Regions from separate parts of the Zea mays genome. Here region 2 is linked to region 1. Evidence: chromatin contacts called from public Hi-C data. All regions are on one chromosome and are shown on one strand. Each heading gives the region's core, a stretch centred on a gene start, on an enhancer-like site or on the middle of the called end of the contact. The rest is flanking DNA. Distances are from core to core; before and after follow the strand shown.

Evidence for each region. A called contact is a pair of places that touch in the nucleus more often than the background predicts.
Region 2: a contact with region 1 is called in a Hi-C map of tassel, with 2.5 times the contacts expected there. The contact joins two enhancer-like sites. A contact is called at or near these places in 3 of 25 Hi-C or Micro-C datasets (ear, leaf and tassel).

The regions. Positions count from the first base shown.
Region 1 is chr2:17,967,567-17,973,463 of Zm-B73-REFERENCE-NAM-5.0, reverse strand. No RefSeq gene overlaps it. Among protein-coding and RNA genes, the nearest start is that of LOC103646067, 15 kb to the right of the region's middle. Within about 2 kb of position 2,788, at least 19 of the 20 cell types and tissues checked have an H3K27ac peak or open chromatin away from gene starts, as enhancers often do. A contact at or near this core is called in ear, leaf and tassel, where this site is marked.
Region 2 is chr2:18,121,321-18,127,217 of Zm-B73-REFERENCE-NAM-5.0, reverse strand. No RefSeq gene overlaps it. Among protein-coding and RNA genes, the nearest start is that of LOC109943968, 19 kb to the right of the region's middle. Within about 2 kb of position 3,592, at least 19 of the 20 cell types and tissues checked have an H3K27ac peak or open chromatin away from gene starts, as enhancers often do. A contact at or near this core is called in ear, leaf and tassel, where this site is marked.

The DNA of each region.
Region 1 (5,897 bases), core at 1,539-4,038:
TTTAGTCTACGTGGCATACAACCCCTATTTTTTATTGAAAATGATTGTTCTTGATCTAATAATGTTGCTTTGTTATGTTCTTTTCAAAATTTTGGCAGGTCTCGAACAAACTCCCTATGCTTGTTTGAGCTAGAGTAACTCTCCTTAAATATGGAGTCTTGGGTGCCGCTAGAGGAGCTCGATCGAAGGAAACTCCTCATGAATTTCCTTGTCTTTTTTGACATCCTAATTGATAAAATAAGAGTCGGTATTAGAAAAGCTAACAAAGTGAAATATGGTACGCGCAAATTACCAACATAATTGAAAAGTGTAAATATTATTACTTGCCAACTATCATCAAAATGAAGATCAATTTGTCTGGTAGCGACCGTTTGGTTCGCTGTCCAATTTATCATATTTTATCTGACTTTTTTTTAGTTTTTCATTTTAGCCTACTAAGATACAAGTTGTAGTGCGGTTATCCGACAACCAAACAGAGGGGGAGTAGCTAGGTTGAGGGAAAGAGAGTTAATGTGTATAGATAGAATATCTATGGAATGGGCCTTGATAAACCATCTTATCAAAACAAAGGTATGCTCGTCCTGATACTGCAAGGTTAGGTCAGGTACGGGACTGGTCACTGGGTTGTGGCATGACCTTGGAACCGGGCCCATCTAACCATCCGTGATGAAAACGTATGCACTGTGGGTTTATAGAACAACTTATTATGACAGGCGAAGTAGAGCACGACCGCGGTCAACTCAATTACTAGTCGAGACCATCTGCACTGCACCGTTACGACAGGCGAAGTAGACGGCTGAATCCGTGGATCCATTCTAGTCACACTCTAACGAACAAAATGCCACCCACACACCAATTCTATTTTACCTTATATTATCTGGAGTCGGTCTTCATGGAATGGATTCTCCATCGGTTAGCACAAATTTGATCCCTACGCACTGGTAGTTTTTTTTAATGAACAAACCCCACCATGGATCGATGACATTGGTTGGTGGAGCGACGGGGGCACAAGCCCGCAGCGCCCGACAGCAAGGTCCAAGTTTCAACGCCGCGTCCTCAACTGTCACCTTCGTGACCTCACCACACCTCCGGTCCCTCACCGTCTCCACTGCCGAATACTATATATATTTATTAAGCAATATTTTATGTTTCCTGAGAAGAGTCGACCACTCGGCCCGTCCCGCGGGCAGGCGGAAGAATATATGTGAAGCGAATAAACACTGCCAGCAGCGAAAGGGCCTCTAGCGTAATGGTTAAGGCTTCCGAGTAGCACCTCCAGGTCCTGGGTTCGATCCCCCTCGGGGGCGAATTTCTGGCTTGGTTAAAAAAATCCCCTCGTTGTGCCCCACCCGCTCTCGGGTTACGTCCTGCGCGCCACCCTCCGGCTGGGCCGTTGCAGAGTGGGCGGTGACGGCCCGCTAGTGATGGGGGCCAGGGTTCGAGGATTTTCTCGGCCGGGACCATGTTTCGGTCTCTTCTTAATATAATACCGGGAGGGCGGTCTTTCCCTCCCCGGCCGAGTTTTAATAAACACTGCCAGATGTCAAATCAAATCCGCCGCGTATCTGACCGAACTCGTTGCGCTGCACCTTTCGTGCGCGACCCTTTGACAATAAAGAAACACGTCTCGCACGCACGCACGCAGGGTCTCGTATCTATCCTAGCCACACGACGACGAGACGAACTGTTGGGCGTCTGCATGCTAGGTAAGGTTCGCTGTGTCTGTGTGCGCTGCGCTCTCTAGCGAGCGTTACGTCACTGTGGAACACGTACCGAGAAGATTTGACGTGCCGTGCCGTGCCGTGGCCATTTGCGCCCACATGCACCGCCACTGGAACCACACATCCATTTCTGTCAGTCAGTGTAGCGCGCGGGTCGACAGGCACACACGACACGGCACGTAACGCCTCCTATTCGCAGGTCAGGTTTTATTCGCCTGGGCGGCCCAGCACTCCACTTCCACTAGCTAGCTGCCGGTGAGGTCACCACGCGCCGCTCCGGATTGACCCGCTGGCTGGCGAGTGGCGACGGCCCGCGAAGCGGAAGGACCGAAGGGGACAGGAGGACGAGCCGGAAACGAGCACGGCCTGAAGTCTGACCTGCTCCAAATCTCAGTGGACGCACCGGCGCCCGGGACGACCAACCACCACCACCACTTCCACTCCCTTGCTCTGCTCCGCACCATCAAGTCAACCTGTTCTCGTCCTCCCTCCCCACGACGACGCACGCGCGGGGCGCGGTGGAGATGGTAGGCCAAGCCTAAATGGAGCCACGGTGGAGGTCGCTATCCATCCTAGGCCGGACTCGCTCCATCGGCGCGGCGCGGGGACCTGCAGACGCCCCTCGCTCTCCCGTCCATGTCGCTCCAGGAATGTCCCTAGCGCTCCGGTCCCCGCTCCCTTTCCGTTTCGATTCGGGTGCCGCCGTGCCGGGAATTGTTCGTGCAGCGGTGCAGCCTGCAGGTGCAGGTGCTGACCTGCTGTAAACCTGTAACGCGCGCGGTTCGAGTTTGTAAACCTGTAACGGTCCCCGCTCCGTGCTGCGCCGGTGGACGGAACGCCAGTCACTCAGTCAGTCGGCGGGACAGTTTGCCTCAGGTGCGTGATCTTTTTTTTTCCTCTCTTGTTGGAGAATTAGTTCCGAGAGCATAAAACATCATGGGAACGGCCGGTTGGGCTAGGCAACGAGAGTCGGCCCAGAAAATATGAGAGGCCCATATCAATGGTAGACTCAGTTCTCCTTTCATCAAGCATTTCCTCTGGGCCTACTTTTTCACCTGGACCTCAACCTTGGAGATCAGGGATACCGTCATCCCTCTACCATAAGGCAGCCCATCGACTTCCCATTCGGCCAGCGTACTCGGCCCAGCATTTGTCAGGTGACCCATCCCGTTACCATTGCATTGTTTATAAACTAGTGGATGAGCTGTTTGAGATAGCCGCTTGTCACTCTGAGCATCTCTAGAAGTGTTTATAAATTTCACTATCTAAATTATTATTTAGGAGAGTGGTTTGCATAAGAATCAATTTCTATATCTTATCAATCTCCACCAACTTGTGTATATATCTTATGTGCATTTTAGAGAATCATTTACGTTTTCTATCTTTGGCTACGAGAAATCTAGAATAAAATATGGTTACACTTGGATAACTATTTAGATAAGTTGTTGGAGGTTTTTTTTTACATAAATCTCAATTCATGTTAACTATAGGATGGAAGAATATAGAATCTCTTGGAGTTCTTGCAGTGCCATTTTATGTCGTAAAATACGTTAAGGGCTAGTTTGGAAACTCAAATCCACTTCAGAAATGAAGGTGAAGGTGATTAGAGAGAAAATTAGTTTATTTTTGTTGAGACCTACGTTACCACGGATCACCAGATCCGCTCCCTTCCCTCCCGTCAGCAGTAGAGGCGCAAGAAGATGTAGAGAACCCGTCTACCTTACCATAAGCACGACAGAGGAAACACGCGAGACACTGGATATAGGGTTGGGCCTCTGACCTATTTCTCTTCTCTATTCCATATGAAGGGTACATGTTCTATATATAGAGACGCGATAGCCCTCAGGGCTATATTCAGTATTTGTCCACATAACACTTTATTAGGGTTTCTCAACAATTTTCACCTCAAACTCCTCTAATCCGGAAGGGAATTTGAGGTTCCCAAACGAACTACAAATCACCAGCTCCGGAACTGTTCCCCGGGCCGCACAGGATGGGCTACATGTGAACAGCGAGCTCGAGTGCAACGAGCAGGCCAGGACGAGCGATCAACTAATACCGTGGCCCGCATGGAAGGAGGCAGCTCCGCACGCAAGGCAACAAAAGAGGCGGCCACCAACCAGCAGCGCGACGAGGACACGGCGTACGTGTTTAAAAACTTATGCGTATGCGCGCCGAGCCGGCGCGACGCACGGCTCGTCGTATTTAACCGATTGATGGATCGCGGCACGGCGTACGTACGCGCGTACAAATTGCTTATATATATATATATATATATATATATATATATATATATATATATATATATATATATATATATATATATATATATATATATATATATATATATATATATATGCTTTGGCTCTCAGTATCAACTCGACGGATCGCGTGTGGCCTGCCCCTGACATAGAGATTAAGGCCACGAACCAGATGCGCGTCAGACTAATGCGTTAATAACACTCGACAGTCACAGTACACTAGTGGCTACTACATATCATACAGTACACTATAGAGCTACACAGCCGTGAACATCATCCTAGTATACGTCACGTACGTACAGAGACGCCGGTGTACAGTGCTTGTACTGTTGCCCCATAACGGCAACTTGTTCCCTACCGCCGGCTACCGGTATGGGGACGGGGTGCGGAAAGGGCGAAAGATCCAGGCGGTGGACGGGCCTTGGATTTGGAAAAGAAACATCGTGGTCGATCGCGCCACCGCTCCGCATGATTAGGCCCTTTCGCGTCCTGATAATGGACGGACGCGCGACGACGCTTCCTCTTTTTCTCTCTCTCTCTCTCTCTCTCTCCCGTCTCGCTGTCGCTCTCGCCTCTCGCTACGGGAGTCGGGTGCCCATCACGGTGATGGCCGAGTACCTTCGCCTTGTCCGCGTCCGTGTTGTCGGCCGTACGGTGTTTGCCAGCACCGCTGGCCCACGTGATCCATCGCAACCACAGGCCCTAATCATTTATCACATCGGCTCCTAGTCCTTTCCACTCCCCCCGATTTTTTTTACACGTACGTTTGGTTTGGTCTGAACCAAATATTGCTATCTCTGATCATTCATTGGACAATTTTTTTAGTTTCTTCCACGTATGACTTATATGTTATAAAAGAGATGTTGTTTTTAGTGAATCTAAAAGCATGGATCTGATATTACAAAATCTATTTTTTTTAAAAAAAAACAAATGATCAAAGTCACATACGTTTAATGTTAGGAAAAACTTTAACATGAATGACGTGTAAATAAAAAGTGAGCAAGACGACAACGCAGGCAAAGCATTAATCACCTCTTGTGTTTTAGCTTCCTGTGCTGTCGTGGCCGCGTCATAACGCACGCACGTACGTACGTACTCTCTGGCATGTCGACCTCAGCTACTTTAATTTGTGGCGTTCTTTGGCTACGTGCCAGACGCGTGGACGTGGTCACGTGGACACGTATTTACATACACTACCGGAATCGCGTTCTTTGCCGAGTGTCTAAGACACTCGGCAAAGGCTATTTTACACTCGGCAAAGGCTTTGCCGAGTGTAACACTCGGCAAAGAACACTCGGCAAAGATTTCATCGGCAAAGGGTTCTTTGCCGAGTGCTTTTTTTCAGACACTCGGCAAAGACTTTGCCGAGTGTCAAAAAGCACTCGGCAAAGAAAAACACTCGGCAAATTAAGAATCGAAAAAATTAAAAAAAACAGGAAAACATTTTTTAAATTCTAGGAACAACTCTCCAACCCTACCCTATTACCTTACCCGTTGCCCTATCATTTTTCACTATTATTTTGAATCAAACTTATATGTTTTGTAAATGGTGAGATTCGAACTCGCAACCTCTCTCTCGCGCATACCCTCCTATACCACTACACTACTACACCAATTATGTTTATATTACGTTTCCATTCCCATGTACTATAACAAATCGAGAGTAATTTGATTATTTAAGGCACTAAATGAGTTCATTTGAAAATGTGACCAACTATAAAGTTGCATAACTTTTTGAGATCTAAAAGTTTTATTTTAATAGTTTCTACATCCGAGACCGTTTATAAAATTTGAATTTTAAATTTAAAAACTTCACACGAAATTTTCAATGATAAGATGATTTCAAATAAAAAAATTGTCAACTAAAAAGTTTCATTACATTTTAAGACCTACAACTTTTATTTTGGTGGTTTTT
Region 2 (5,897 bases), core at 2,343-4,842, 150 kb before region 1:
CACCGTCTCGGGCTGAAGAGGTTGCTGGAGACTACCCATCTGGAACTCAACGGGAAGGTGTTCGTTAACACGCAGCAGGCCCCTACCTGGCGCGCCAACTGTCGGCGTTTCGGACCCGGGGGTTCCTGGACCGACGAGTAAATTTGTCGCTGCGTGCCCCTGCCCAGATGGTTTGTCACGAGATGGAACACAAGGGAGAAACACGACTCGTATTATCTTGCACCAGGGGGTGTGCTCGTAGTAGGGGTTACAAGCGTTCGCGCGAGAGAGAGTGAGCCTGTTCGTTAGCTCGTTCCCCCGCGCGACCCTCCTGCATGAAGGCCCTGGACCTCCCTTTTATAGATGCAAGGATAGGGTCCAGGTGTACAATGGGGGTGTAGCTATGCACTAACGTGTCTGGCAGAGAGGTGCCTGAGCCCTGTGTACATGCCAACGTGGCTGTCGGAGAGGTGCTAGAGCCCTGTGTACGTGATAACGTGGCCGTCGGAGAAGTGCCTGAGCCCTATAGAAGCACAACTGTCGGTGCTGCTGGGATCCCGCTGACGTCTCCTTGCTTCCGTAGGGGGCTGAGAACCACCGTCGTCATGGACGCACGCGGGGAGCCATCATTACTTGTTTCCGGGGCAAGCCAGATGGGACGCCGGTCTTGTTCCCTCGTAGCCTGAGCTAGCTAGGGGTAGGATAATGATGTATCCCCCGTGGCGCGGTTGGTCCGAGCCCAAGGTCGGGCGAGGCGGAGGTTTCTCCTGAGGCCGAGGCCGGGGTCGGGCGAGGACGCGATTCCTCCCGAGGCCGAGGTTGAGGCCGAGCCCTGGGGTCGGGCGAGGCGGAGACCTCCTTCCGAGGCCGAGGTTGAGGCCGAGCCCTGAGGCAGAGACCTCCTTCTGAGGCCGAGACCTAAGGTCGGGCGAGGCAGAGCTTCCTGTTGCGCCCGAGGCCGAACTTGGCTATTGTCAGTCTCACCCTGGTGGGTGGCACAGCAGTCGGAGCGGGGCGAGCGGTGTTGTTTTCCTGTCAGGTCGGTCAGTGAAAGGGCGAAGTGACTGCGGTCACTTCGACCTTGCTGACTGAGGCACGCGTGTCAGGATAAGGTGTCAGACGATCCCTGCATTGAATGCGCCTGCGATACGGTCGGTTGGTGAGGCGATTTGGCCAAGGTTGCTTCTTGATGAAGCCTGCCCGAGCTGGGCTTCGGGCGAGCCGAGGGTGCGTCCACTGCTTGAGGAGGCCCTCGGGCGAGGCATGAATTCATCTGAGACTACTGTTCCCGCCCGAGCCCGGGCTCGAGCGAGGCGAGATTGCGTCCCTTGGTAGACGAGGCCTTGACCTGAACCGCGCCCAACAGTTATGCGGTTTGTGCTGATAGTGGTTACCAGTCGTGTTTAGGAGAGTTAGGGGTACCCCTAATTACGGTACCCGATAGCGCCCATCAGTCTTTGCGGTTTGTGCTGATGGTGGTTACCAGCCGTGTTTAGGAGTGTTGGGGGTACCCCTAATTACGGTATCCGACAACGATACATGTGGTTTGGCCTGGCACCGTATCGACTCGATATACGAGGCGTGTCGTGCTTGAGCCATTGTCTCTATCTGTAGTGTCGATCTGTTCTGGCTCGATTATTATTTTATTTAAAACCCGTTTATATATATTTACTATAGCTTATCCCTATTTTGACACAAGTCTTGGTTTAGCTGGTTAGCAAAGCGTAGCTAGCGTTTCTGTCGCGGCTAAAAATTTCCGTATTTGAAAATCTAGAGACTAAATTAGAATAAAAATTATTTTAATTTTTGTGTTGACAATATAAAGGCTAAAATGGAATAACAAATTATTTTAGTGTCCGTATTTAGCAATTTAGCGAGTAAGATAGAATAAATTGGAGAGACTAAAAATTAGTTACCGGAAACCAACACACTCTAAATCATATAGTATAGCATAATTCACCCTTTTATGCCCAATAGTGTTTTCTATACGTCTCGAGGAAAAAGTCTCTAAGGTCACACACCGATGGCACACGGACAACCAATAGCACGTGGTAGCGGAGATCTATAATTCAAAAAAAAAATGGCAATCCTTCTGGAGACGAATTCGCGAAGACCAAAGACGTAGAAAGTATGGGGAGGCGGATTCGTAGCTACCACAGTACAATAGTCGATCAAGAGGCCCGCGCGCCCTATTTTCCCGTCACAGGGGGGGTAGGCTAGTAGTGCTGTTGCCGAGATGATTCGGAGAACCTGAGCTACTGTTCCAGCACGCGGCATTGTTCCCACTCTGGTGTAGATATATCCTCGGCAAGCAAACTCCAACAGTGTCAGTTCTTGTGGTCGCCTGGAATGAAGGCGTGGTCGATCTTTTAATGGACAGACAACTTTGGTTGGATTATACATTTATTTATATCATGCTGAGATGATCACGGTGAATGAAAAAAGAACACTGCAATTCATGCAACGCATGCAAGCCCCCAACTTAACAGTTAACAGCCACCGAGTGCCGGAAGAGTCTGACGAAACGAAAAGGTCGAAAGAGTCGCCAACCACCCACCCGCGCCTCTTATTATGTAGTACTGAGAAAGGCATGTGCAACTGCACTGCACATGGCGACCGGCCGGGGCGGATGGGTCCTGCTCCTGCAGTGTGCTTTTCGGCCGCATAGATTGCGGTGACACGAACATAGTGGACGCGCACAGATACGTACGCCTATGCCCCCGTTTGTTTCGGCTTTTTGCAGCTTCTAGCCACCAGAAGCTGCTGCGGACAGCCAAACACTCAGCTTTTCAGTCAGCTTCTATAAAATTCGTTTGGGTAAAAACCATTCAAAATCAACATAAACATATAATCGGTTGAGTCGTCGCAATAATAGTTATCTGTCACTTTATAGATCCTGAGTCCCATGGACAACTTTATCTTCCTCCATACGTAATCCTAATGATACTCAGATTCTCTACACAGCTAGATTTTCCCCACAGCTAGATTCTCGGAAAAGTTGGTCAAAAAAAAGCTGAACCAAACAGGCCCTATGTCAGGTGAGAATGAGCTGCGCAGTGGAAAATGCTGCTGTCCCAGGCGCTTCCTCACCGTACCTGTCGCCACGACGACTTGGCCGCTAGGGCCATAATATATGTCGTCAGTCGTCACGTCTTGCTGCAGGCAGGTCCATACAAGACAACGAGGCATGGGCACGGGCAACATAGCTTTCGTAACCCGTAAGCGCCTGATACGTAAGCAAGATGGTGTGAGCAATGAGAAACTATCTGAGAACACACGGAACTCACCGGACGTCCACGTCAGAATCATCCACGTCCGTCCTGTACGCGTGGACTAGTAGTATACACCAGTAGAGCTCTGTGACTGTGTGTGTTATATCAGCATCAAGAGATGGGAGCAGCAAGGCGCTTCTGTCATGAGCCGTGACCGTGAGCGTACTACGTACTTTGCCTCGGCGGCTCTGCCGGTTCGTTGTGGAGGGTGGCGGCTGTTTTGCCGGCGGGCGGGCATTGATGACATGCGTCGCCGTCGCCGAGGCCGTACCGGATCGTAACCATCGGGATCGGGCTGCCGCATTGAATTCGATCGGCAACATGCAGAGATGGGCCTTGGCAGCTTGGAATTGAATGGTGGGTGGTGGCCCTAGATCTACGGCAGATGGCGGCCTACCTACACGTACGTACGTCGGTCGGTGTCAAGCGTAACCTCCCTCCGTCCCGTGGAACTCAAATTCTCTTGTTCCTAGTTCGATCGACCGGAACGTGTCTCTCTCTTTCTTCTCCAACTAGTTCGGGACGTTGCAGTTGAGTAGTAATTCACCGAGCCACGGCGGCGCGCGGGGGCCGGCGGAGGCGCACCGGTCGCTGTTGGCGCGCGGCCGCCGAACACACACCGGGGACTAGTAGTGCGCGCGGGGATGGCGCCACAAGCCCACAAGTAGAGATGGTCAAACGGGCCGTCCTGCCTGACCCGGTCCGGGTCCGGTGAAGCCCGGTCTGTATTGGGCCGACCCGCCAGGCACGCCAGGTAAATCGGGCCGAGCCATATTGACCTGCGGGTTTGAAATGCTGCATAAGTCCGGCATGACGCGGGCCTAAACGTGTTGGGTAGGCCCACCCTGAAAACAGGGTCGTGCCGGCCCGAGCCCATTTTCAATTGGCTACTGGCGGCCGGCTGTGGGTTGGCTCTCGGCCTACATGATGCTCGCGATCGCGAGGCTCGAGTACGACGGCGCCGCCGACGGCCGGTGGTGCTTGACGAGGGCAGACACCGCCGCGATGGGGCTCGCGCTGGCCCTGCGCCGGTCACGCTCCCTGACCAGCTCGTGCGCCAGCCGCTCTAGCTTCTTCGCGTTGCTCTGCTCCGCCACCACCTTCCCGCGGAACAGCACCGACTCCACGTTCCTCTGCGCCAGCATCTCCTCCGCCTCCGCGGCGGCGCCACGGCTCGGCCCTCGCGGCGTCCCTGTCGCCTGGATGCAAAAGCAGGGGGGTTAGTGTGTCAACCAAGATTACTCACGACCAGAGCAGAGCATGAGCAGCACTGGACAGTGAAAGCAGAGGACAGGTGCCGAGCGGTGGAGACTGGGGAAGAGAGACGAAAGCCGAGGACCGCCGAGCCGACGAGAGCCGACGAGCGTCGAGCGGCGATCTGCGGAGAGGCGGCGCAGCGGCGATTAGGGTTTCGCCTTTCGAGGAAGAGAGACGAGCGGCTGCGGCCTGATCTATCCGGCCGAGTGGGCTGTCTGTCTGTGGCCTGTGGGGAGTGTGGGCCGAGACGCCGAGTGGGTTGTTTTCACGAGCGGGCTTTAACCGGGCCTGATCTATAAACCGTGTCGTGCTAGCCCAACAGGCTGTATACTGTGCACGAACCCGGCACGCCTATTCGGGCCAGGCTAGCACGGATCCGGTTAAAACGGGCTGTGCCATGTCTCGTGCCGGGCCGGCGAAGCTTGCTTCCATTCGTGCTTTCGGACCGCGGCCCTTCTGTACATATGTAGCCACAAGCCAAACGGCCGGGCCCCAGGCCAGGCCTTCCCCTCCCAAGTGTCAAGTCGGCGAGCGTGTGAGCCGTGAGCCGGCGGCAGGGCAAGGGCAGGCAGAAGCCGCAGAACCGCAGGAACCTTTGCTCTCCCGTTCGTTCTATCGCAGCTTTGTCCTGCTGCCGCTGCTCGCTCGGGGCCCAAGATGATCAGGCAGGTGAAATCTGAGAACTGGTGGAAAAGCAGCCTCGCCGTCTGTCCGGACAGCAGCAGCTAGCCAGCGCCCAGCGGCCACTCCCCTCTGTCCGACGGACAGTTATCCGAGAATCTAGCTAGCAGCAGTAGGAGTATGGGTTCTTAGTACTAGTATATGGTAAATAAACTCTATTGATTGGTCCACATAGAGTAGTACACTTAGTACAACTACTCGCTGGAGGCAGGGAGGACAACGAATACGAGTTGTGTACAGGAGCAACCGAGCAAGCAAGCAGGCAGGTATGTCGGCACGTGGGTGTGTGCTCCGGCGGCCAGAGGGCTCTCGCTCGACCGACCCCGATCTTGATCCCAAAATCGCAGCTGCTTTTGCTACCCTAGCACCCTACACGAACGGTGGTTGGCAACATTTCCAAGTGCAGGGTACGGTGGTCACCCACACACGCGACCCAGATGGATGGCTAGCTAGCTAGCTTGGACACGACACCAAGGGAAGAGGGCCGCCCCTGCACCCTGCAAGCGTGTCTCTTCTCGAGACCTCTAGCTCTACGCCTCTACTACCGGACGCCAGCATACAGGAACACCGTCCGCGCACACACTAATTCCTCAACATCTGTTGAATCGTACAAATAGATTGTCTACTTTATTTTAATAGCTTAAGTTTTTAGGTTTATTTGGTTAGTGCGTCCACTGCTATGTCCCTTTATTTTCACGTTTACGTCTT